Linked DNA regions of Mus musculus: regions 1, 2, 4, 5, 6 and 7 are each linked to region 3. A link is a contact called in public HiChIP or PLAC-seq and promoter capture Hi-C data. All regions are on one chromosome and are shown on one strand. The core of a region is the stretch at or near the end of the contact, and the rest is flanking DNA. Distances in the headings are between cores, read along the strand shown. Region 1 holds the start of 2310011J03Rik (RIKEN cDNA 2310011J03 gene). Region 2 holds the start of Tcf3 (transcription factor 3). Region 3 holds the start of Oaz1 (ornithine decarboxylase antizyme 1). Region 4 holds the start of Mbd3 (methyl-CpG binding domain protein 3). Region 5 holds the start of Tbxa2r (thromboxane A2 receptor). Region 6 holds the start of Atcayos (ataxia, cerebellar, Cayman type, opposite strand). Region 7 holds the start of Rexo1 (REX1, RNA exonuclease 1).

What was found. Promoter capture Hi-C pulls out the DNA fragments that hold promoters and counts their contacts. HiChIP or PLAC-seq counts read pairs in DNA pulled down with a chosen protein or histone mark. Capture Hi-C pulls out chosen DNA fragments and counts their contacts.
Region 1: a promoter capture Hi-C map of liver shows a contact between it and region 3, with 2.4 times the contacts expected there. The contact joins the promoter of 2310011J03Rik here to the promoter of Oaz1 in region 3. A contact is called at or near these places in 1 of 39 promoter capture datasets (liver), 2 of 115 datasets of contacts at active chromatin or transcription factors (bone marrow-derived macrophages and forebrain) and 2 of 9 other capture datasets (adipose tissue and liver).
Region 2: a contact with region 3 is called in an H3K4me3 HiChIP or PLAC-seq map of embryonic stem cells, with 17 read pairs. The contact joins the promoter of Tcf3 here to the promoter of Oaz1 in region 3. A contact is called at or near these places in 2 of 484 Hi-C or Micro-C datasets (B cells and CD4 T cells), 5 of 115 datasets of contacts at active chromatin or transcription factors (the SCID.adh cell line, astrocytes, cardiomyocytes and 2 more) and 2 of 9 other capture datasets (liver and macrophages).
Region 4: an H3K27ac HiChIP or PLAC-seq map of embryonic stem cells shows a contact between it and region 3, with 7 read pairs. The contact joins the promoter of Mbd3 here to the promoter of Oaz1 in region 3. A contact is called at or near these places in 9 of 39 promoter capture datasets (3T3-L1-derived adipocytes, erythroid cells, fetal liver and 5 more), 1 of 484 Hi-C or Micro-C datasets (embryonic stem cells), 5 of 115 datasets of contacts at active chromatin or transcription factors (the SCID.adh cell line, embryonic stem cells, microglia and 1 more) and 2 of 9 other capture datasets (adipose tissue and liver).
Region 5: a promoter capture Hi-C map of liver shows a contact between it and region 3. The contact joins the promoter of Tbxa2r here to the promoter of Oaz1 in region 3. A contact is called at or near these places in 4 of 39 promoter capture datasets (cranial neural crest, embryonic stem cells, liver and 1 more).
Region 6: a contact with region 3 is called in a promoter capture Hi-C map of liver, with 3 times the contacts expected there. The contact joins the promoter of Atcayos here to the promoter of Oaz1 in region 3. A contact is called at or near these places in 1 of 15 datasets of contacts at CTCF or cohesin (large pre-B cells), 1 of 484 Hi-C or Micro-C datasets (cerebral cortex) and 2 of 9 other capture datasets (adipose tissue and liver).
Region 7: a promoter capture Hi-C map of liver shows a contact between it and region 3, with 3 times the contacts expected there. The contact joins the promoter of Rexo1 here to the promoter of Oaz1 in region 3. A contact is called at or near these places in 8 of 39 promoter capture datasets (the 3T3-L1 cell line, the SN4741 cell line, cranial neural crest and 4 more), 1 of 115 datasets of contacts at active chromatin or transcription factors (pancreatic cancer cells) and 2 of 9 other capture datasets (adipose tissue and liver).

Annotation. Positions count from the first base shown.
Region 1 is chr10:80,319,260-80,322,055 of GRCm38.p6, forward strand. It overlaps 2310011J03Rik (RIKEN cDNA 2310011J03 gene), which reads right to left and starts at 1,289. Exons shown (of 2, transcript NM_025521.3): 1 at 924-1,289; 2 at 1-288. The coding sequence starts at 1,053. The coding sequence ends at 89. Pcsk4 (proprotein convertase subtilisin/kexin type 4) reads right to left here. Exons shown (of 15, transcript NM_008793.2): 15 at 2,024-2,692. The coding sequence ends at 2,547.
Region 2 is chr10:80,432,223-80,435,135 of GRCm38.p6, forward strand. It overlaps Tcf3 (transcription factor 3), which reads right to left and starts at 1,413. Exons shown (of 19, transcript NM_001164149.2): 1 at 1,098-1,413.
Region 3 is chr10:80,825,402-80,828,624 of GRCm38.p6, forward strand. It overlaps Oaz1 (ornithine decarboxylase antizyme 1), which reads left to right and starts at 1,255. Exons shown (of 5, transcript NM_008753.4): 1 at 1,255-1,504; 2 at 2,836-2,981; 3 at 3,060-3,223. The coding sequence starts at 1,359.
Region 4 is chr10:80,397,847-80,400,944 of GRCm38.p6, forward strand. It overlaps Mbd3 (methyl-CpG binding domain protein 3), which reads right to left and starts at 1,685. Exons shown (of 7, transcript NM_001306143.1): 1 at 1,372-1,685. The coding sequence starts at 1,385.
Region 5 is chr10:81,327,362-81,330,460 of GRCm38.p6, forward strand. Tbxa2r (thromboxane A2 receptor) reads left to right here and starts at 1,342. Exons shown (of 3, transcript NM_001277265.1): 1 at 1,342-1,556.
Region 6 is chr10:81,193,183-81,196,172 of GRCm38.p6, forward strand. Atcayos (ataxia, cerebellar, Cayman type, opposite strand) reads left to right here and starts at 1,509. Exons shown (of 3, transcript NR_015477.1): 1 at 1,509-1,540. It overlaps Dapk3 (death-associated protein kinase 3), which reads left to right. Exons shown (of 9, transcript NM_001190474.1): 9 at 1-15.
Region 7 is chr10:80,560,190-80,563,178 of GRCm38.p6, forward strand. It overlaps Rexo1 (REX1, RNA exonuclease 1), which reads right to left and starts at 1,371. Exons shown (of 15, transcript NM_025852.3): 1 at 1,075-1,371. The coding sequence starts at 1,231.

The DNA of each region.
Region 1 (2,796 bases), core at 39-2,538, 510 kb before region 3:
CCAGGGTTGGGACAGCAAATGTTGACCCAGAGCCTCTGGTTGCTAGGTGCCCAGGCCTGGACCAAGGACATCAGGTGTAACTTCGGCTCTAGGAGGTGGCTGAAGTCACCTGGCTGATATCCTGTTCCAGCCGCTGACCAGCTTGCCGAAGGCCATCGAACTTCTGTCTCAGAGCTTCCCCCGCCTGCCGCAGCCTCTCATTCATAGCCACGTAGGCCCGGCTCTGTTGGTAGATCTGCTCCTGCTGGATCTCAGAGTCCTCAGCCCTTGGGGATGGGTCTGGGGGGTCTGAAGAGAAGAAACAGTGTCACCATCCCCAGGCCTGACATCCACCAACCCAGAGGCAAGAGGATCAGTGGTTCAAGGTCATCCTTGGCTACATGGTGAGTTCGAGGCCAGCCTGGGCTATATAGGCCTATTAGGCACTAGAAAACAAGACTCAGTTTCAGGTTTTGGTGTCATGGAGAGGACAGGACACCTCCAGCCACCCTGGCCTGCCGTTCTACCCAGGACTGCCTGGATTCCTGGATCCTAGGCCAGGAGTCGCAGATATGGCCCCTGCAAGTACTCTGGCCCCCCATTAATTTGTAGGAGCAGCTGGCCACGCCCCTCTGAGACAAGGTCTTGAACTCACAGCAATCCTCTTGCCCTAGACCCGGGTTGGCAGCACTTTCAACTTTTTTTTGTTTTTGTTTTTCGAGACAAGGTTTCTCTGTGTAGCCCTGGCTGTCCTGGAACTCAGTCTGTAGACCAGGCTGGCCTCGAACTCAAAAATCCGCCTGCCTCTGCCTCCCAAGAGTTCGGAGCACTTTCAATTTTATTTCTGATGATCTTTCTTTGCAGGGGAAGAGAAGGGCAGGGACAAAAAAGATTCGTCCCTGCAGTCGGTTTGCTCCCCACTCGGGAGTCTCACGTTCTCCTACCTTCCGGGGCCAGGGCAGTGAAAACAGGATCTTGAGCGGGTGCCCCTCGCACGTCCTCCAGGATCTGCTCCACCGTGGGAGGCGCGGGGCGAGTGGGCAGTACCACGCGTTTCTTCGCCTTGGAGTTCATCTTGTAGGTGGAGCGCGCGCTAACTGGGGGTCCACTTTCGGCTCGGCCCGCCCACCTCGCGAACTCCTACGCACCCCTTACAGACCTGCGCCGAGGTCCCTACCCCGTCTCGCTTTCCCTCCTCCCGGAACCTCGGAGTTTGGCTCGATCTCCGCGCCAGTTTGCTCTTGGAACACCCCGCTGCCTATCTTCGTTCCAAGAACCTAGGCGGCCGCCACCGCTTCCGCTTCCTGCTTGAACGCCACTACGTTCCGGCACTTCCGGTCCACTCCAGCGCCACGCCTCGCGAAACCCCTCCCCCGTCTTAAAGAGCCCTAAGCCTAGATGCTCCTAGTTGCTATCCAGTAAGATCAGAAGGAACTCTGCCCTCCTTCACCGCGTGTGGTGGGAGGAAAGGGGTGAACGTGATTTCGAGAGTAATCAGTGTACAACCATTGCCAGGTACACAGTGGGCGCTCAATAAATGCTGGATGGAACCTAGCCACAGGCTTTGCTTCCTTGTGGTAGACCTTTAACTCAGTACTTTAATCTCAGTACTGTGAGGCAGAGGCAGGCAGACCTCTGTGAGTTCAAGATCATCTTGGTCAATATGGGGAATCCCAGAACAGCCAGGACTACACAGTGAGACCCTGTCTCAAAAGAGCAGTGGGAAAGCCGGGCAGTGGTGGCGCACGCCTTTAATCCCAGCACTCGGGAGGCAGAGGCAGGTAGATTTTTGAGGCCAGCCTGGTCTACAAAGTGAGTTCCAGGACAGCCAGGGCTAAACAGAGAAATCCTGTCTCGAAAAACCAAAAAAAAAAAAAAAAAAAAAAAAAAACCAGTGGGGGATGGGGGAGCGAGCTAGCTTCCTGTTCATGGCTGTATGGTAATTCAGCACTTGGCAGATCTGGGCTCAGAGCAGTCTTCCTCTGTGGGTCCTTATTCCTCCAGGGGCCCACCCTACCCTCAAGGACACCATAAACTCGACATCTTCTGTTTAACTTTTATTTGGCAACTATGAGGTTAGACATGGGGCTATGGATGGCTTGGAGACAGGGAAGGGGCAGATGATTGGTGGCTGTGGTCTGACCTCTTGCCCACTGTACCTGCTCCAAAATGAGTAAGGACACATCTCTTCCACTGGGAGCAGCTGAGGCTGAGCGGTGGGCTGTCACCTGACCCATGCAGCTGCTCTGCCCTGGCCTTCTGGGGCAGGCTTCTCTTCCAGCCTGAGAGCAGGACCTTGGGGTACCGGCCTTCTGTCCTGACAGCCAGGCATCTCTGGCTCTCCAGCCTCCAGGGATCTGTGCATGCATGGTTTTGGGCACTGGGGTATCTAGCCTGGGGCAGGTGGGCCTTCCTCAAGCCGAGGGGCCTCCCAAAGGCCCTGGCCAGCAGAGCCAGCACCATGGCCCAAGACTGGTAGCTGGGGGGCCACCAGAGGTGGCAAGCCTTGGAGGGGCTCTGGAGCTCTCCCAACACAAGGGACAGGGGACAGGCAGTGTAGTCGCTGCTCAGGCTGCTGCAGCAGGTGTAACAGGAGGGTGACAGCTGGCCTGTCCTTCGGTCACTGGCTGCTGTGGGTGGCTGTAGAGCCACCACCACTGCTGGCTGGAGATGAGGCAGAGTCCTGCCAGGATGGAGAGGGGACTGTGACTTTCTGCATAGGGACAACATGGAAACAGAAGGAGTGAGGCTGCAGCTGGTGGGTGCAGCCGGTGCCCACCTGCCCATTCCGGGCCGCTGCGCCTCCTCACCCAACAA
Region 2 (2,913 bases), core at 163-2,662, 390 kb before region 3:
ACCTGGGTCATCTTGGATTGGGGGTAGGGAAGCAGAATTGGGGATGACCCCCCCCTTCTCCTCCCTCCCCCATTCCAGCAGCCACTGCGGGAGGAGGAAGGTTGGAAGTTCTGAGGCTCGCAGAGGCCACCATCGTGTCCCAAACCCTGAGCTGTGCCGCGCCCCACATTAACACAGAGCAGATGTTCCCATCTCGGGGTCCCTGTGTCTCCCCTCCTTCTCTGTACCCAGAGATCCCTTTCTTGTAGCAGACAAAAGGACTTGCTCTCTTTCCTCCAAACTCCAGTTTAAATCGGGGGGGGGGCATCCTTAAGTGGCAGGGGGGGTCTTCCAAGATCTCCAGGAGTTGGGGAACCCCAAGTTAACGAGGTGAAGATATTGGGTTCACTCTTCCTTCCAAATTCCAGTTTGGATGGAGATTTGGAGACTTCCCTGGGTGGGGGTGGGTTGGAAAGGGACACCTCCCACAAAATCCCCAAGAATTAGGAACTCTAAATTGTGGAGTGCGATATAATCCTCAGCCTTCCAAACTCCACTAGGATCAAGGGGACACCTCAAGTGAAGAGGTGAAGGTGGGTGATAAGGGGACACCTCCCCTAAGATAACCACGAGTTGTGGAACCACTAGCTAATGGAATGAGGAGGTGGCCCTCTCTCTTCCCTCCAAACTCCAGCTCCGATCAGGAGGACCCCCTCTCTAAGGGCAGATGGAAAGGGAACACCTCCCCTAAGATCCCCACGAGTTGGAGAATTCCTATCTGATGAAGTTGGGTGACCGTCCACAGAGAACCGTCACAAAAGAGGCCTGGGCAAAGTTTGCTCTCAAGTGCGCGCGTCCCCTCCACGTCGCCCCCCTCTCCAGGCGCGCAAAGTTGAAGACAGAGAACAATGCGCCGCCGGGCCCGGGGCCCTGTGCAAGGGGGACGCGTGCACACTCCCCCGGGGGCTCACCCCAGCCCTAGCCTCCCCGCGGACCCGAGAGAGACCCAGAGGCAACTTTTTTTTTCTCATGCACTAAGCAGAGGGGGGGGGTCCCCACCGTGCGCGCGTCCCCGTGAGCCCCACGCGCGCGTCCGGGGCCCCTCCGCGTGCGCTCACCTGCTGGGCGGGGGCATGCACCGGGTGCACCGGGGCTCCCTGCTGCCCACCGCCCTCGGGGACCCCGGGGACAAAAGGGTGGCGGGCGCGTCCCCGAGGGTCGCGCGTGGGCGGCGGGAGCGCGCAGGGCTCGGGGTCGCGCGTCCTTCCTCCTCCCCACTCGCGTTCGCGTCGCCTGGTCTCTCTCGAGCTTCTCTCAGAGCAGGCCCCGCGGGAAGGGACTGTAGCAGAGGCGGCGGCGCGCGGCGGTGGCCCGCGGTGGCCCGCTACGCCCGCAGCCGCCGGCGCTGCCTCATCTTCCTGCGGCGGGAGACATGTTCCGCCCCCCCACCCCGCCCCGCGCCGCCCGCGGAAGCCACGCCCCCAAGTGACCACGCCCACTGTCGCCAAAAGCCACCTCCCCTAAGTCGCTGCAGCCGCGCCCCGACCGGATACACAGATCCCTCCACTACCTCTTGAGGCGATAGTAACATACACCACCTCACAACAGTCACTGCCAGAACACCCACAAAGATTACCATGACACCAAGAATCAACCCGTATCTAATACTAAAGTACTTCCGGCAGAGATAGTCTCTATCAAACCGAGGGAAAGACTTAGGAACTATCTTCCTACGCGGCGGTATACACGCACTGAGCGAAGCGTCCTTGACGCAAGCGGGAAGGACCATTAGATTGAAAGATAAGGACCGCTACAAATAACCAATGGGAAGGTGGAGAGGTTAGATTGGCAGAACTCAAACCATTTATTGCGAAGTATCATCTGCGTTCCCGCCCTACAGCAGAGGCGGGATTCTCAGAGCAAGAGGCCGCGAGAAACTCAACGGGAAGGCGGTGGAAGGGCGGGGTTTGAGATTTTATTTTCGGGTTCTTATGCCCGCCGGCGCCGCCACGTCAAGTGGGTTCTATTTGAGTTTCTAGGATGGGCTCTGGGTGTTATGTGTTCGAGCGGGTATATCAAAGTCGGGATGGGATATCAGATCCTTAATGAGAGGCTAGGAAACGATGGATCATTCTCTCTCTTGCTGAAGGACCTCCACATTGGTCAACTTTTCCGTCTTTTGAAAATAGGTGTTTCGTGGTGCATATAATAAAAAATGCCAGGAGGTGGCGGCACTTTAATCCCAGCACTGGGGAGACAGAGGCAAGCAGATCTCTGTGAGTTCAAGGCCATCCTGGTCTACAGAGTGAGTTCCAGGATAGCCAAGGCTATCCAAGAATCACTGTCTCGAAAGAAAGAAAGAAAGAAAGAAAGAAAGAAAGAAAGAAAGAAAGAAAGAAAGAACAACGAAACAACGAGGGCGGGAGGGGTACTGAGAGGAGAGAGGGTAAACTGAGATTGGGATATAATATATGATAAAATAAATTTAAAAAAGAAAAACACATAATGAGGCCAGGTGTGGTGGCCCATGCCTTTAATCCCAGCTCTTGGGAGGCAGGAGGAGCTCTTTGTTTGAGTTTGAGGCTAGCCGGTTATATAAAGCAAGTTGCAAGCCAGCCAGCTAAGGCTGTCCAGTGAGACCCTGCCTCTCCCTGAGGGTTGTAGAGACAATATGTCCCTCGCGCCTAGCTTCTGCTCAGTCTTCACAGCTCACTGGGGCTCACAGCCCAATGAACACAGCAGAAAGGTGCATGGCACAGTGGGTGTCCAGGTCAGGCAGCAAAGAGGATCCCTAGTGTAGCTGCCTGCTCCCTCTCCCTCACCTTCAGTCAGAGATCAAGGACATGCCCCCAGCATCACACAGGAAGGGCCTGGTGTGAATCGCACCTCTAGGTTCTGACTTTTTGGAGTTGGCAGGGGTAGAGAATTGAGAAA
Region 3 (3,223 bases), core at 5-2,504:
TAAGTAAATCTTGAGAGAGAGAGAGAGAGAGAGAGAGAGAGAGAGAGAGAGAGAGAGAGAGAGAGAGAGAGAGAGAGAGAGAGAGAGAGAAAGAGCAGGGTGTGGTGCCACAGGCCTTTAATCCCAACACTCAGCTGGCAGAGTCAGGCAGATCTCTGAGTTTGAGGGTAGCTTAGTTTATAGAGTAAGTTCCAGGACATCCAGGGCTACACAGAAAAGCCCTGTCTCAAAAACAAAACATACAAAACAAAACAAAACAACAACAACAAAAAACCCATAAAGAGAAAAAGAATACGAAATTCTTTAAGAATAAATTGTAAGCAGGGCAGTGATGGCGCACGCCTTTGATCCCAGCACTTGGGAGGCAGAGGCAGGCAAACAGAGAAACCCTGTCTCAAAAAACAAAAATCAAAATACAACAACAAAAAAGCGGCGGCGGCGGGGGAGGGGGGGTTGGGATGAAGGAAACCTTCAAGCTGAGTCTATGAGAAAAGTTGTTTAAATTCCAATTTGACATAAAATACTTCTCTAGATTGGGATACTTAACTTTTGACAGATTTTCTTTTAAATAGCAAGTTGCTTTTAAAACAAAGAGTCCCAATCTATTACCCATTATTACAAGGTCATTAGAATAATTTTGCCGCGTGGGGGATGGGCACCAAGCAAACCGCCTAGGTCAGCCTCAGGTACCCTTGACAGTTATGTCCTGACAGTCTTCCCGGAGCGGGGCGTCCCATGAGTGGGACCATAATGGTTAAGATGGAAAGGATGACAGATGACAAAACTGAAGGGCCACAGGTACTAGAGGAGGCGCAGAGTCCTAGCCTTGAGGCCTGGGCTAGATGGGGGTTTACGTCCTGGAGGCGACTACAGAAGCCCCGCCTCCGCCTCACGTCATAAAGCCTCGAGGGCGGGCTTGTCAGAACTCCAACCAATCCTCAAAGGGGCCAATACGTCCGTTTTTCTACATTGACCGATCAGAGCCTTGTAGGGGCGGGACGCGTCTGGCTTTTCTGTCTTCCCTCCCACAGAGTGACGCAAACACGCGGGGCCGGGATTCTCCTATCGCCAACTAATCATCAACGGAAACCTTCTGTCTGTCTTTTTACTCTCGCCAATCAGAAGCCGGAGTAGGTGGGACGCATTTGGTTTTTCCTTGGGCTGCCACTGTGGCCCCACCCCGTTCCTCCGTCGCCTCACACTGCTGCGTTTACGCCTGCGTGTGGGGGCGTGGCCTGCCGTGACGACGCATATAAAAGTGGGCGTCGGCGCCGGCGCCATTTTGCGAACGGCGAGCAGCGGCGGCGGCGCGGGAAGTGCAGCGGAGGTTTTTGCTGGTTTCGGACCCCAGCGGCCGGATGGTGAAATCCTCCCTGCAGCGGATCCTCAACAGCCACTGCTTCGCCAGAGAGAAGGAAGGGGACAAACGCAGCGCCACGCTTCACGCCAGCCGCACCATGCCGCTTCTTAGTCAGCACAGCCGCGGCGGCTGCAGCAGCGAGAGGTGAGAGCCCTGCCCCCGCCGCCGCGAACCTTCCAGAAACAGCGTCCGCGTAGGCCCCAGAGGGCAGCGCAGGACGCGCAGGCCCGGAGCGGGGTCGGCCTCCGGCGCCAGATAAGTCTCGGCAGCGCGAGATCCGCCCCTTTGTGGCGGCCACAATCGCGCAGGGGGCGGGGCGGGGCGGGGCGGGGCCTGTGGAGCGGGTCGCGGACTCGGATTTGGGATTCGAGTGGAATTAGGGAGTCTCAGGTTGAGGAATAGGGTTTGGTTTGATTGGAGGACCGGGAACATTTCGCGAAAATGTAGGATTCGATTTTGGGTTCGAATCGGATTCGGGGGTTGTGAGTTGAGCCTAAGATTTGGGGAGGGATCTGAGAAGAGATTGGAGACTCGAATTTGGGGTCTGCCTCTCGGATATGTGAGCTAGTTCTAATGTCAGGTGGCGAAGTGTTTGTGGTTACCTGTAGGGCGTTTGGGTAATAAATCGTATGCTATGTAGAGGTGGGGCTCGTCCCGGTGTTTGGAGTTCTTTGCAGAATACTGGGATTTTGGGTGCTGTTGGGGAGGAATCCTATTATATTCTTGGGTACATGTTGAGGACTCATTTCTTGGTGGGAGAGTATGGGATCAGATTTGGGGTGTTGAGAAAGAAGCTTGTGTCGGTTTAGGAAGTCACAGGTGGGGAAGCTGGGATGAGGTTTAGGTTGGATTTAGTGATTGCGTGTTGAGGGCTCTAATACTTTGGAGGGATTTGGGTCAGAATTAGGACCTTGGAAGTGGTCAGGCTTGGGGGCTCACAGAGCTATGTTGGAGGACATGGAGGTGGTGTGGTGTGGTGAGTATGATGTGAGGTGACCTTAATCCCTGGTCCACTTGGCAGTTAAAAGTCTGCAGTGGGTGGGATGGAGGGTATCACTTGAAGGGTTCAGAATGGGGACTGGTTTGGGAAGGGCGTCGATATAGGTGGTAGGAACTTTGGATATAGGCTGTGCAGACACCTATAGAGTGGCAGTAGGGAAGAGAGGAGACTTGGGGTTGTCTGACTCTAGAGCATGAGTAGTTAGTGAGGTAGAACTTTGGGGTCACTGGTAGCTGCTGACCAGAGGGTAGGAAGGAGCGAGTGACCTGGTGTGAAGGGAGGATTGGCAGCATGGAGTGGGATGGGCCACAGTGCTGAGATGACACTGCCTGTGAGGCCTGTCTTGCTACAAAAGGGGCAGAGTCACACAGGTGAGGGGCAGTGACTCGGGTTGACTGTTGTCAATGGCTCTTGAGTGGGAAGCCCGGGCACTTAATTATTGCCGCTGCTGCCACCTGAGCATTGTTTCCTGCAGTTCTAGGGTTGCCCTTAATTGCTGTAGTAACCTGGGTCCGGGGCCTCGGTGGTGCTCCTGATGTCCCTCACCCACCCCTGAAGATCCCAGGTGGGCGAGGGAACAGTCAGCGGGATCACAGTCTTTCAGCTAGCATCCTGTACTCCGTGAGTACCTGTGGAGAGCCCGGGGGTGCCTGGCACTGGCAAAGTAAGCTGGCCAACCTGACAACCCTGCTCCCCTAGGACGAGCGGCTGAATGTGACAGAGGAGCCGACGTCTAACGACAAGACCAGGGTCCTGAGCATCCAGTCCACGCTCACGGAGGCCAAGCAGGTCACCTGGAGGGCGGTGTGGAGTGGTGGTGGCCTCTACATCGAGCTCCCAGCTGGACCTCTGCCTGAGGGCAG
Region 4 (3,098 bases), core at 435-2,934, 430 kb before region 3:
GGGGAGGAAGTCCCATGCACACAGGGCACCATTTGCATGTAGCCCTACTGGGAAAAACCCTACCTACTGCAGACCTATTAGAAGCAACAACCCCATCCCTCTTTGCAGTCTGAAAGGAACCCAAGTTAGCCCTGGCTTCCAACCTTACTGCCAAAACCCACGACTCCTTAAGACCAAAGGGCCAGGCAGTTCAACTCACAATGCACCACCCAATTCCGGGTGCAGTGGAGTAGGGACAACTACAGTCGGCTAAAAAGGTAGATGCTCCAGCCGTAGGGCAGCATGCATGCGGCCCAGGATTCTATTCACACCACTGGGGATAGAACTGGGGAAGAACAGCAGGTGTAGGTTGCCTGGCTATTATTCAGATAGACAGCTTTCACTGCCCTGATTAAAAGGTTGCAAATATGGTCTATGTAGACGCTGCCTCAAAAAAAAAAAAAAAAAAAAAAAAAAAAGGCTGGAGAGTTGGCTAAGAGGTCATGAGTTCAATTGCTAGCAACCACATGGTGGCTCACAACCTTCTATTGGGTGATCTGATGCTCTCTCTTCAAGCAGGCAGAGCACTCATGCATTAAATAAATAAAAAATTTAAAATATTTTTTAAAGAGCAGACTTATTCATAAAAAAGTCTTGCACACAAAAACCACATTCACATTAGTCAGAAGCCACTGTGATGTTACATTTGGGGCCACCGCTCAAGAAGAGCAAGGGCTTTGGAAACGCCATAAAAATGGGGGACATTTTGCTGAACAAGAAGCCAAACCCAAATTTATGCAGGTGAGGGGATCAGGCCACCTGGGGCAGTTCCCTTGCTTCCCGAAACCATGATAAAGTCCCCGCGAGGGTCAAAGGGTCAGCCCATCCCCCTCCCACCCCCGCTTCCCAGCGGCGTCTGGCCAAGGCCCGGGCGCCCCTCGCACGGCGCGCACGGTCCCCGATTCCTTGGAGGACAAAAGCCCGCGCCACAGGCGGGCTAAAAGCCACGAGGCTGAAGCCTTGGCTGCAGGCGTGGCGCACGCGCACTCACAGCAGCGCTGGGTGGCGCGGATCAGCAAAAGGCAAGGCACTGGGTTCAACGCATGCGCGCTGAGGCGAGCCATGGCCGGCGCGTGCGCACTGACCACAGCTGGCACGTAGGACGCACGCTCGGACGCACGCTCGGACGCACGTCGCCCGGCCCAGACCGCGGCCCGCAGTCGGGGCGCCCAGGCCGCCGCAGAGGCCGCTGGGAGGCGCCCGTTGGGGCCCTGCGCGGCCGGCGCGCTCATTCACCTATAGTAAAAGACATCCCTGTGGCCGGCCGACAGCCCCGACCTCCTGGGCACTTCTTCCCTTTCCCAGCCCTGCGGGAGCGCCGGGCACTCCCACCTCTTCCGCTCCATTGCGCCCCGGCTTTTCCGCCCGCCGTGGCCGATGCCGCCGCCGCCGCCGCTTCTGCAAGTTGCGACCCCCGGGCTCGTCGCCGATTCGGCTCCCTCCGCCGCCGCCACTCGCCGCAGCTGTTCTGTCCCACGGGCCTCCGCCCTCCGCCCCCAGCCGGGCGCGCGCCGGCTTCGCCACCCGCTCGGCCCCCTCCCCGCGCTTCACAGCCCCCGCTAGGGGGGCCGCTCCGCCCACCCGCCCGCGCGTGGGGCTCGTCTGCGCAGGCGTGGAGTCGGCCCCGCCCCTTCGCGCTCGCAGGACCAGTCTGACTGCCGTCCAGACTCTCTGCGCAGCCGCGGCCCCGACCCAGCCTTCGCTTGCCTTCAAGACCCGCCCCAAGGCTGTGAAGCCAATCAGATCACTTCAGCTCCTCGGCTTAAAATGCACAGTTGGCTACGTCCCGCCTTGCGGGAGACGCCCACAGGGCATGGAGACCAATCAGCGCTCAGAACCTCGTTCTGTGCTTAACTTCTCATATAAATCTGCTCTGAGACAAGGACAGCCAATCAGCGTGGCCGGGGTGGGACAACCATTGCGTTTGCGCTCTAGACTCCGGAAGCACAGTGTGTGCTGCACCTGGTCTGTACCAAGCTGGAGCAGTTTCGCCCGAGCTGCCGTCCTGGTCCTGGGGTCGCGCTGGGCTGCACCTGCGCAGTGTGCGTTTGTCAGGGACCCGCCTGGGCTTTGTGAAAAAGATCGAGTACAACTCGGGGCCTTCGACGCAGTCCTGCTTCCCTCTGCGTTTCGTTCTGGCCTCTCGGCTGTTCCAGCCCCAGCCTCTATTGCGTTACTGCGAGGACAGAAATGCACCACCACTCCCGGCTTCACCAAGAACTATTTAAGAAGTTTGTTCTTTGCAGCAGTACTGAAAATAGAAAGCAGAACCTTACACGTGGTAGACTTTCTGCCGTTAGGCTGCACCCCAGCCTGAGTTTGATGGCTCACGAACCTATTTAGAACATTCCTGGCCAGCCTGGGCCACACAGCAATACCCTAAAATCAGGCCAGGAATAGTGGCACGTGCTTGCCATCTCAGCACTGGGATAGTGGAGGAAGGAGGATCAAGCACTTCAAGACCAGCTTGGAGTTTACTAGATCCAGCATCAGAAGGAAGAACAAAACCAAAAACTGGTTTCTAAGTTAGTGAATGGAGTCACTCGCACTATCGCCCCTTGTCTACCGCAGCCCTGAGGACAGGGAGCTGGGGGGTCACTTACTCCTGCTTGGTACTGTCGGCTGCTTTGCCACTCAGGCCCAGCCAGACTTACCCAGGGAACATGCCTGAAGGCCAACTACCTTCTCACCCAGGCTTCCATTATACAGTACCTGGAAGACCTCTCTTTGAAAGGGGACCCTCCCTGACAAGGAGAGCTGCCAAGGGATCATGAGGTGAAATCACAACACATTTAAAGATCTTTGTCTTGCCTGCAATTTTTGGAGCTCAGGAACTGTATTTTATGAGCTAGGATTTGGGTCCCCAGATCAGGAGGAGAGATCAGATCACAGTGAAGAAGGTCAGGGGGACATGGAGGCTGGGATTAGTGTTTTGTATTTTTGAGTCAGAGTCTGACTTTGTAGCTTTCCCTGGCCTTGAACTCCGAGATCCTTCTGCCCCCTGCTTCCCAGGTGCTGGGATTAAGCCAGGCTTGGTGTCTGACAGATTTTTGCATGTG
Region 5 (3,099 bases), core at 92-2,591, 500 kb after region 3:
AACCACCTCTCTGTTTCATCCACCCCAACCCATCCACATCAAGAGCAGCCTCAGATCCTCTTCCCACCACAGCTCCTCACCCTCACCACCAAACATTCCTGCCAGGACACCTAGGCAGGGTTTCTCTGTGTAGCCCTGGCTGTCCTGGAACTCACTCTGTAGACCAGGCTGGCCTCGAATTCAGAAATTCACCAGCCTCTGCCTCCCAAGTGCTGGGGTTAAAGGTGTGTGCCACCACGCCCGGCTTTTTTTTTTTTCTTTTAAGATTTATTTATTATTATAAATAAGTACACTGTAGCTGTCTTCAGACGCACCAGAAGAGGCCATCAGATCTCATTATGGGTGGTTATGAGCCACCATGTGGTTGCTGGGAATTGAACTCAGGACCTTCAGAAGAGCAGTCAGTGCTTTTACCGGCTGAGCCATCTCACCAGCCCCCGAAAAAACCCAATCTTCATACCCCTTACACCCACAGTATTGATACCTAGCCAAATGTTGAGAAGGTAAAGACATTTGTTTTGCCTCAGCAGCCTGAGATCAGAAACGTGGGATGATCTGTGTCCATTTCTGTCCCTAGCTTATGGGATGGATAGACAGGGCAGGCCCAGCTAGGAAATCAGAGGAACTACAAACTTCACGGGGGTAGAGGCCAGTCAGGGTCAGGACCTAGTGTTGGGATGGGTGGGAAGGCAGGAAGGGTGGGGGTGGTGCAGCAGGCAAGGGGCTTCCTGCTGCTGACAAGAGTCTGGCTGACCCTGGGCAGACTATGGAACTGGGAGGTTGAGGTCACAGCCAGGCCAGGCATCTCAATCCCCACCAGGACCTGTCAGGGCCAAAGAGACCCAAGGTCACCTCCTCCACGCAGGCCCCCCTCCTCCAGCTACTAGGCACAGGACTAACACCCCTGCCTGGCTCAGTCATCCTGGGCAACTGTCAGGGCTTCAGGCAGTGAGTCTGCAGGGGAGGGTTCCCCAAGACTGCTCCATCTCTAGAGGACAGCCTGGTCTCCGACCTTACACCTCCCCTACCCCAGCCCTCTCCTTCCCCTCCAGCTCTTGGTCCCTGCAGTCAGGCTGGAGCTGGCCTTGCTGACCCAATATCCCTGGAAGGCTCCTGGACAGCCTTGGCGAAGGTTAGTTGCTGCTGTGTCAGGACCAGCCCCATTTGGCCTCCCAGCTCTTCCCACATGGCCTCCCTCTGGGTCCCTGACCTTTCAACAACTGATGTCTCTCTCTACTCTGTCACCCTTGTGCCCTGCTTGGTTCCCACCCTAGCGGCTGAGAGGCGAGGCCAGCGCCAGCGCAGGGGGTGGGGCTGACGAGAGTCGGCAGAAAGACAGATGGAGACAGGGCGGGACGGGAAACAGCCTCACAGTCCCATCCCTCCAGCCCTGGACGCCTGAGGGTCTCCAGTGCTCCCCTGTACCCACGGCCCCAGGGCTTCTGTTGGGGCCTCCCCTCAACCAACGTGACTTGGTTTCCCCAGGGAACTCCCCTACCTGCTCTCTCTGCCTGGCCTGGAACACCACAGAGGACACCTAGGTACAAACAGCACAGGTGAGTCCCTTGCCTCCCTACTGTGACTATACCACTGTACCCAGGTAAGCCTCTGCATAGATCCTGGGGAACCCAGATCCACTAACAACCCTGCTGTGGCCTGCCTACAGGGGGGAATGATAGCAACCAGGTGCCAAAGTTCCCTGAAGGGGATCCTGTGGTGTGACATTTACTCCGGTGGTCTAGCCTGGGCAAGTGCAGTTTCCCTGGTGGTACGTGGGTACACTGGTTTCCTGTGTCTGGGTGAGGCCAGTCCAAGATGCTGTGGCAGTGATGAAGTTGGGGGTGGGATGGAATGGAGCTGGGAGCTACAGTGTGTGGCTTGGAGCTGGGCATGGTGATTGTACTCACATAGGCTCAGCTCAGAACCTGGGTCACATCTCGATGGCACATGTCCTACCCAGAGAGGGGCATCCATCCAACATGCCAGAAAACAGGCCTCGGGGCCCCTCCCCCAGCCCACTGCCACAGGATGACACCTGCACCCTGGAACTGTGGCACAAACAGGAAGCAGGCAGTGGGGGGAACAGCATGCGGTGAAGGTGAACCTGAGTCTGTGGGGTTGTGGGCATGCACACTGGGTATTTGGGGTGCTGGCAGAACAGCCCACTGGGCACAGCTGCGGCCAAGGCTCAGCCTCAGGAGCTCATAAGCAGAAAGTCACCAGGGAAGGCAAATTCGTTACACGGGGAAAACTGAGGCTGTGTAGCGTGGCTATGGGTGATGGAGGTGTGGGGAGCCCAGGCTGCTCTGAGGCCTGGTGGGGGAGGCTTGTTGCAGATGGAGGAGTTGGGAGAAGGAGGAGGGGCCTAGCCTGCAGAGCCCAGCCACACACCACATTCCACCAAGGCTGGAACTCAGCCACCCAGCCTGGGCCTCAAGGAATGAGCTCTAGCGTCCCAGGGCACACATATACAAGGATGAGGCCCCATCCTAGACAGAATACCACTGCCTTCCACCCCCAACGGTGGGAACATGGCTCAGGAACGCAGGACCATCCCACATCCCAGGGACTCAGGGTGGGAGGGTTCCAGAATCCTTCTGCTTCCTGGTGTCCAAAGCTGGGGTGTGGTGGCCTGTGCCTGTCACCCCAACAGAAGCTGGAGGCAGATGGAGCTCAGTGAGTTCCAGGCCAGCCTGGTCTACACAGAGTCTGCATGAGGACAAACAGAATTCCTGAGCCTTGAAATTCCCAGGCCCAAAGCTCCCTGCTCCAAAGCTGTGGAACCTGATGGGGCGCAGAGACGCCAAGTAAGTCTCCTGAGACCACACAGCATGGGCTGCTGGCCAGCGTGGGAGGCTGCCAGGTCTGCCTCAAGTCTCGCCTAGGCAACTTGAGCTCACCATTATCACTTGAACCCCAGGGGAGGAAGGAAGGGGCTGGAAAAGCCATCCCTCCTTGATGCTTGTCTCCAAAGAGCTGGCTTGTGAGGGACCTGGTGGCCTTGGTGAGGCTGGGTCAAGGACTGGACAGAGCAGGGGGCTGACCACCAATGACGCCCACCTTGAGAAAGGGAGCATATGAGTCCTGGCACTGAAACTC
Region 6 (2,990 bases), core at 259-2,758, 370 kb after region 3:
CAGTATCACACAGCTCCGAAAAGGACACACTGCGGGGGTGTGGGGAGACCTGGAGGACACTTAGAGGATATGCACCTGTCATCCCAACTCGTGGAGGCCGAGGCAGTTTGTGACAGCTGAGTCCTGCCTGATCTGTCCCTGGGGCTCTGGGTCAGTTTGTATAATGAGCAGTAACGGGGTCTGCGGCATTCAGATGCTGTCGTGTGCACAGCCACTGTGAGGCGGCAGGAGAGAGCCAGGCCAGGTTCCAAAGTCTGAATGCTGGCTGCCCTCTCTGAGTCCCACACCCTATGGCAGCTTAACCACCTGTAGGTCAAGATTCTGGGATCCAACACCTTCCGCTGTCTATGGGCATGGGGCGTGCACATGATGCACAGACACAAGCTCATAGAGAAGCCATGTGGGATGGCAAAGGCCTGGGGATCCGGATTTGTGAATTCAAGGTCATCCTGGTCTACAGAGTGAGTTCCAGGACTACACCTAAAAACCCATCTCAAAAAAAAAAAAGTGACTGGAGAGATGGCTCAGCTGTTAAGAGCACTGACTGCTCTTCCAGGGGTCCTGAGTTCAATTCCCAGCAACCACATGGTGGCTCACAACCATTTATAATGGGATCTGATGCCCTCTTCTGGTGTGTCTGAAGACAGCTACAGTGTACTCATATACATAAAATAAATAATTTTTTTAAAGCTGTTGCCATAGGCCCCTTCACGAGCTTTCCCGATAAGCCCACATTTTACAAAAATATGAACGTGTAATAGAGCATCCTCGGGACCCAGAAATGGAGCGTTATTTGGGAAGATTGGTCTGTTAGCTAAATTGAACGAAGGTGGGGCTGAGCTGTAGGCAGAAGAGGAATGATATAGAACAGATAGGTTCAAGCTGGAATGGGGGACCGGAGAATGCCGGCTCCGGGTGTGTGCACCAGGTTTCTGTTTCCGTATCAGGGCTTCACCCGGTTAGTGAGGACGGGCTCGTGGCTTCAGGTAACGCTGACGACAGCTGATAGGGCCGACACAGCTGACAAACCCCTGTGGCTTCTCAACCCGCTTTAAACTCCAGGGGCCAATGAGTTCTTGTGTCTCCAAAGCTGGTAACCAGACACCCCAAGTTATGAGCCTTGTCAGACGTCTGGGGCTTAGTAGCAAGGCCCCCTGAGTTGAGTCTTAATCAGTTAATTGACGCATTTATACGTTTTTGAGACAGGCTTTCACTATGTATCCTTGATCTGTGTTTGTGGTCTAGTTCGTACCTCCCCACAAGCTCCCTCGGGTTTAGCCTCTTGTAGGTCAGAGGGCACTGCTGTGCGCCATCCCGCCCCCACCTCCACCCGACCCAACCCCCCACCCCCGTCACAGCCTGGAACAGGTGCACGTAGCAGACCGGGCCTAGCCACGTTCGCGGTCGCTCAGCTCTTGACCATACTAGGGCAAGCAGCTCCCTCGCTATTAATAACCTGGCGGGGAGCCGGCGTCGTGTCTATAAAGCCGAGCACGCCAACCCCAAGCGGCTCCTTCAACCCCTGAGATCTTAAACAAAAGTAAGTACGCCAACCATCTCCCCTCCTTGGCCCTCACCCAGGCTTCCTGCGGCAGAAATGACCCCAAAAGTCAAAGAATTGTGTTAAAACGAAGGATGAGTGAAACACAGACCCTGCTGGTCCCGAAGGCTTGTGGGACAGCGGGCAGGAGGAGCTGTCATCTAAAGGGTGCAGAGCCAGGGACATCCCATCCTACCCAAGTGACCCCCAAGAATGCATGTGTGTCTTGGTGTGGGTGGTGAAGAGCTGGGGGATCAAAGAGGGGACTCTCTGTGTCCCCAAACTCAGTTCTCCTCTGGGTATGCAGCTCCCTGAACTTCTCTGTAGTTCAAAGCCAAAGCCATTTTTTTTTTTTTTTTGAGGTAGGGTCTCTGTAGCCCTGCCTGTCCTGGAACTTGATATGTCCAGGCTGGCCCTGGACTCAGGGAAATCCTCTTCTCTCTGCCTCCTGAGCGCTGGGATCAAAGACACGCACCACAACTCCTGGCTAAAGGGATTTTGTGGCTGTCCCACATGCATAAACCCAAGGTGTGTCCCCAAATTCCACCTGTGACCCATTACTGCAGACCTACTCCTGATGGCTGGAGAGACGAGGAGATGAGAAGTTCCTTTCCAGACAACTTGCAGTCACCGGGTGCATGGTGGTGTGTGGGGGTAGGGTGGATGACCTGGGGACACCCACCACTAGTGACTTCTGGCTCCTGTCAGCCCCTCCCCTCTGGCTTTGGCTGATCTTCCACTTAGTGTCCAGGATGCCCATCTCTTCCCTGGCCCTTGGAGACCTGAGGTCTGGAGAGCAGTGACCTTTGCAGGTGACAGTGTTGGACCAGGTGGGGCCCTGGGGTCTAAGTGCTGACTGAGTGTTCCGCTGAGCGCTGGCTGATGTCTGTGACAGGTGTCAGTGCAGGGATAGGACAGCACAGGGTGGGGAGGGCTGCCTGTCACCCATCTCCAGGTCCTGAGCAAACCACCACTATCACCTCAGTCTCTGGGTGTGGTTATTAGGACTTGGGGTGTGTGGGTTTTGGTGAGGTCACAGTCCTAGGGTTAAGTGTGGGGCAGGAGAGTCAACAAGAAAAGCTGAGAATCTGGTTCGGTGGATAAAGTGTTTGTCTCGAGTGCGTGGGGACCTTGGTCAGAATCCCTAGGACTCAACTCAACTGAGGCACAGCAGTGTCTGTATGGAGTCTGGAAATCCAGCCAGGCAGGGGACCTTATGCTCTGCTAGGTCCCACAGGCCAAGTTCTTCAGGATCTGGGGACAATAGAGCTGAGGGGTCAGCCACGAGGCCCCACTGCTGGCTCTGGGGCTTGTGAGTGTCCCTATCAGCACGGTAACCCATACGGGAGACAGAGGAACCTTGAGCTCATTTTGTGGGGATGTCTGGCTGGGTGTTCTGTGTGGGGCATTCTGGAAGGTGCTGAGTAGTGTCCCACTCTGTGTCTGGAGC
Region 7 (2,989 bases), core at 121-2,620, 270 kb before region 3:
CATACCTGGGTGCCATGCCACTTTTTAAAGGTTTTTGTTTTTAATTTCATCCACATGAGAGTTTGCCTGGGTGATTGCATTTGCACCACACATGGCTGGTGCCTTGGAACTGGGTTTACAAACCAGCCATGTGGCTGCTGGTAACCCAATCCAGGGCCTCTGCAACAGTAGCAAGCGTGGCCCCCACCCCTCAGACAGGGACTCACTGGCTATGGATTTCTGGAACAAGGCTTCCTATATAGACCAGGCTGGACTCAAACTCAGAGGTCCACCCGGCAATGCCTCTAGAGAAACGGGACTAAAAGTGTGCACGCAGCAGGCCCAGCCCAAAACAGAAAGTGCTCTTAAATCGGAGCCATCTCTCTAGGCTCTCCAATGTCTTCTTTAAATGCAATTGGAATCCTAAGGGTCCGGTTAGGGCCATCCCAGAACCTAGGAGGTTGCAGCTTCAGGGTCCTGGGTCCAAAACTAGCCTGGCCTACAACAGTAAAAACAAACAAAAGACAAATAACAAAACCTTAATGTCTTTTCTCTAATACAATACTTCCTACACACTGCCTGATCCCTGAGGCCTTCTTCAAAATGTCATCACACTAATTGCGACATGCTCCCTGCCAAGCTCAAAGTCCACACCCGTTCAAGGCAAGGGGGTTTTCCGCTCGACAAACAGCAGGTGCCCCTATGGCCTTGTGCATCCAACTACTGGAGACAGTGGGGGGGGGGGGGGGACTCATCCCAGGAAACTGTCGCGTTCGTAAACAAGGTATGCCACAAGCGCACAGGGTGGCGTGCGTGGTGACGGGAGGGAATGATATATCGTTCGGAACAAGGTGGACAGAATAAGAACCGGAGGAGTTGCACCAAGTCCCCTAGCTTGGGGACGGGGATGCACGGTCTCTCGCTCCGTCGTGACCGTCTTTATGCTTTAATGACCAGAGAGGTCTAGACATTTGCACAGCATCGCGATGGCAGCTAGGAGAGGGACAGCAATCTGACAGTGCGCGGTCTGGCTGAGCAAGGGAAACATGTAGCACGGGCGGGCTGTGGGACCCAGGGCGGTCCTATGGGCTTTACCTGATGCAGGAGATGCTGCGCCGCCGCTACCGGGAGCGCCGGGACCCCGAGCTCCGCGGTGCCGGAAGTGGCAGTAGGGCCGCCGGCAAGGCCCCCCGGGAGCTCCCGCCCAGTATGGGCAGTCGATGGAGCGGAAGAAGCCGGTAGAACGTAGCATGGTCCGTTCCGCAGCGGGGCCCCGGCCCGGAGATACCCGGGACCCCGGGACCCCTCCTCACACTCGCCCCGGAGGCTTCCGCTCGCGCTTTTCGGACCCCGCCGACGCCGCCATCTTGCCCCGAGGCCCCCAGAGGCCCCCGGGACGCTGTCGCTAGGGACGCCGGGAAGGGCTGACTGAAGTGCGCCTGCTTACAATGTCGTCTCCCGCGGAACTGTAGCCGTCGGAAGACCCGAAGCTTAGGACAAGAGAAGCTTTAAAGAACGCGTGATTATATGCTTCTGGTCCTGAGAACCTTCCGGCACCGGACTTTCGCGGGTGCAGCTTCGCAATCTTGAGCCTCAAGCCCCTGAGAAGCCTGGGCTGTCCAGAGTGCGCCTGGCTGGAAATGCACCGCGAGTCTCCGCTGTAATCTTTGGCTATATAAGGCCGTCGTGCGCCCCCCGGAGGACGAGGAGAGCTTCACGGCCAGGGTTTTTGTTTGATTTAGGATTTACTTTCTAATTCTATGTATGTGCAACATGAGTGTTTCTGATTCTCGCTGAAGTCAGAAAAGGGCTTTGGATACCCAGAAATTGGAGCTACTCATGGTTATGAACGGTCATGTGAGTACTGGGAACCGAACCCAAGTCTCCAATTGCTGTAAGTGCTCTTCACCACTGAGCCAACTCTCTAGCCAGGGTCTTAATTGGCTGAGGTGCCTATCCTGAGAAACCTACCTAATTGATGCTCAAATAGTCACCTAACCACGAGGGGTATCAGTGGGGCATTTCTTTTTTCTTTTTGCCGTGCCTAGATACATACACTAGACAAGGGCACTCCAACTAAGCTACACTCTGGAAATATATTTGATTTTTTTTTTTTTGTTTTTTTGTTTTTTTGTTTTTGCTTTGTTCTGGGGTGTTTGGAGGGAGGCGACACTGTGCACCCGCATGCAGAGGTTAGAGGAGCATACAGCTTCCCACCCCTTTGTTTAGTCTTCCATTTTCTTTCCTTTAAGACAGGCTTCTTCACTGAAGTACTTCAGCTGGGCAGGCTGGCTAGCAAGCTCCCAGCATCTGCTTGCCTCCACCCCAAAGCCTAGGGTGGCACTCACCTGGTCATACCCAGCTTTAAATGGGTGCTGGGGATTAGAACTCAGGTCCTGAGACCTGTGCACAGCTTTCTAACCCACTGAGCCCTCTCCCCAACCGCTTTTCTGTTTTGCTTTTGATTGAGGTAAGGTCTCATGTAACACAGACTGGATGGACTTGCCCATTACACAGTGCTGGAGATGAAACGCAAAGCCTTGTGCTTGCTAGACAGTTACTCCAGTCACTGAGCAACATCCCCAGAACCCCTCTTTCTGTTTGTCTGGACAGGGTCTGGCACTGTAGCCTAGACTGATCTTGGACTTCTGACAGTTTTCCTAAATGCTAAGATTACAGGCCTGAGTCACCATGGCCGCCTGCTTTTTAAATTTTTAATCAATTTATTTGGTGTTTATTTTAAAAGATTCTCCTTCTGCACTCCAGGCTCATCTCATTTTCAAATCTATAAAATCCATCTGCCTCAGCCTCTGGGATCCTAGGATTACAGACTTGAGCCAACACATGCAATTTTGGAAGGGTATTCTACCAGCATTTAACAATTCTCACAGAGAGAAGTCACCTGGATAAGCACTGGTGCATGACGAACATATGACATAGGCCCTGGGTTATTACACAGCCTCAAAAGCAATTCTGGTGGTGTACACCTATAGTCTCAGTCCAGTGGAGG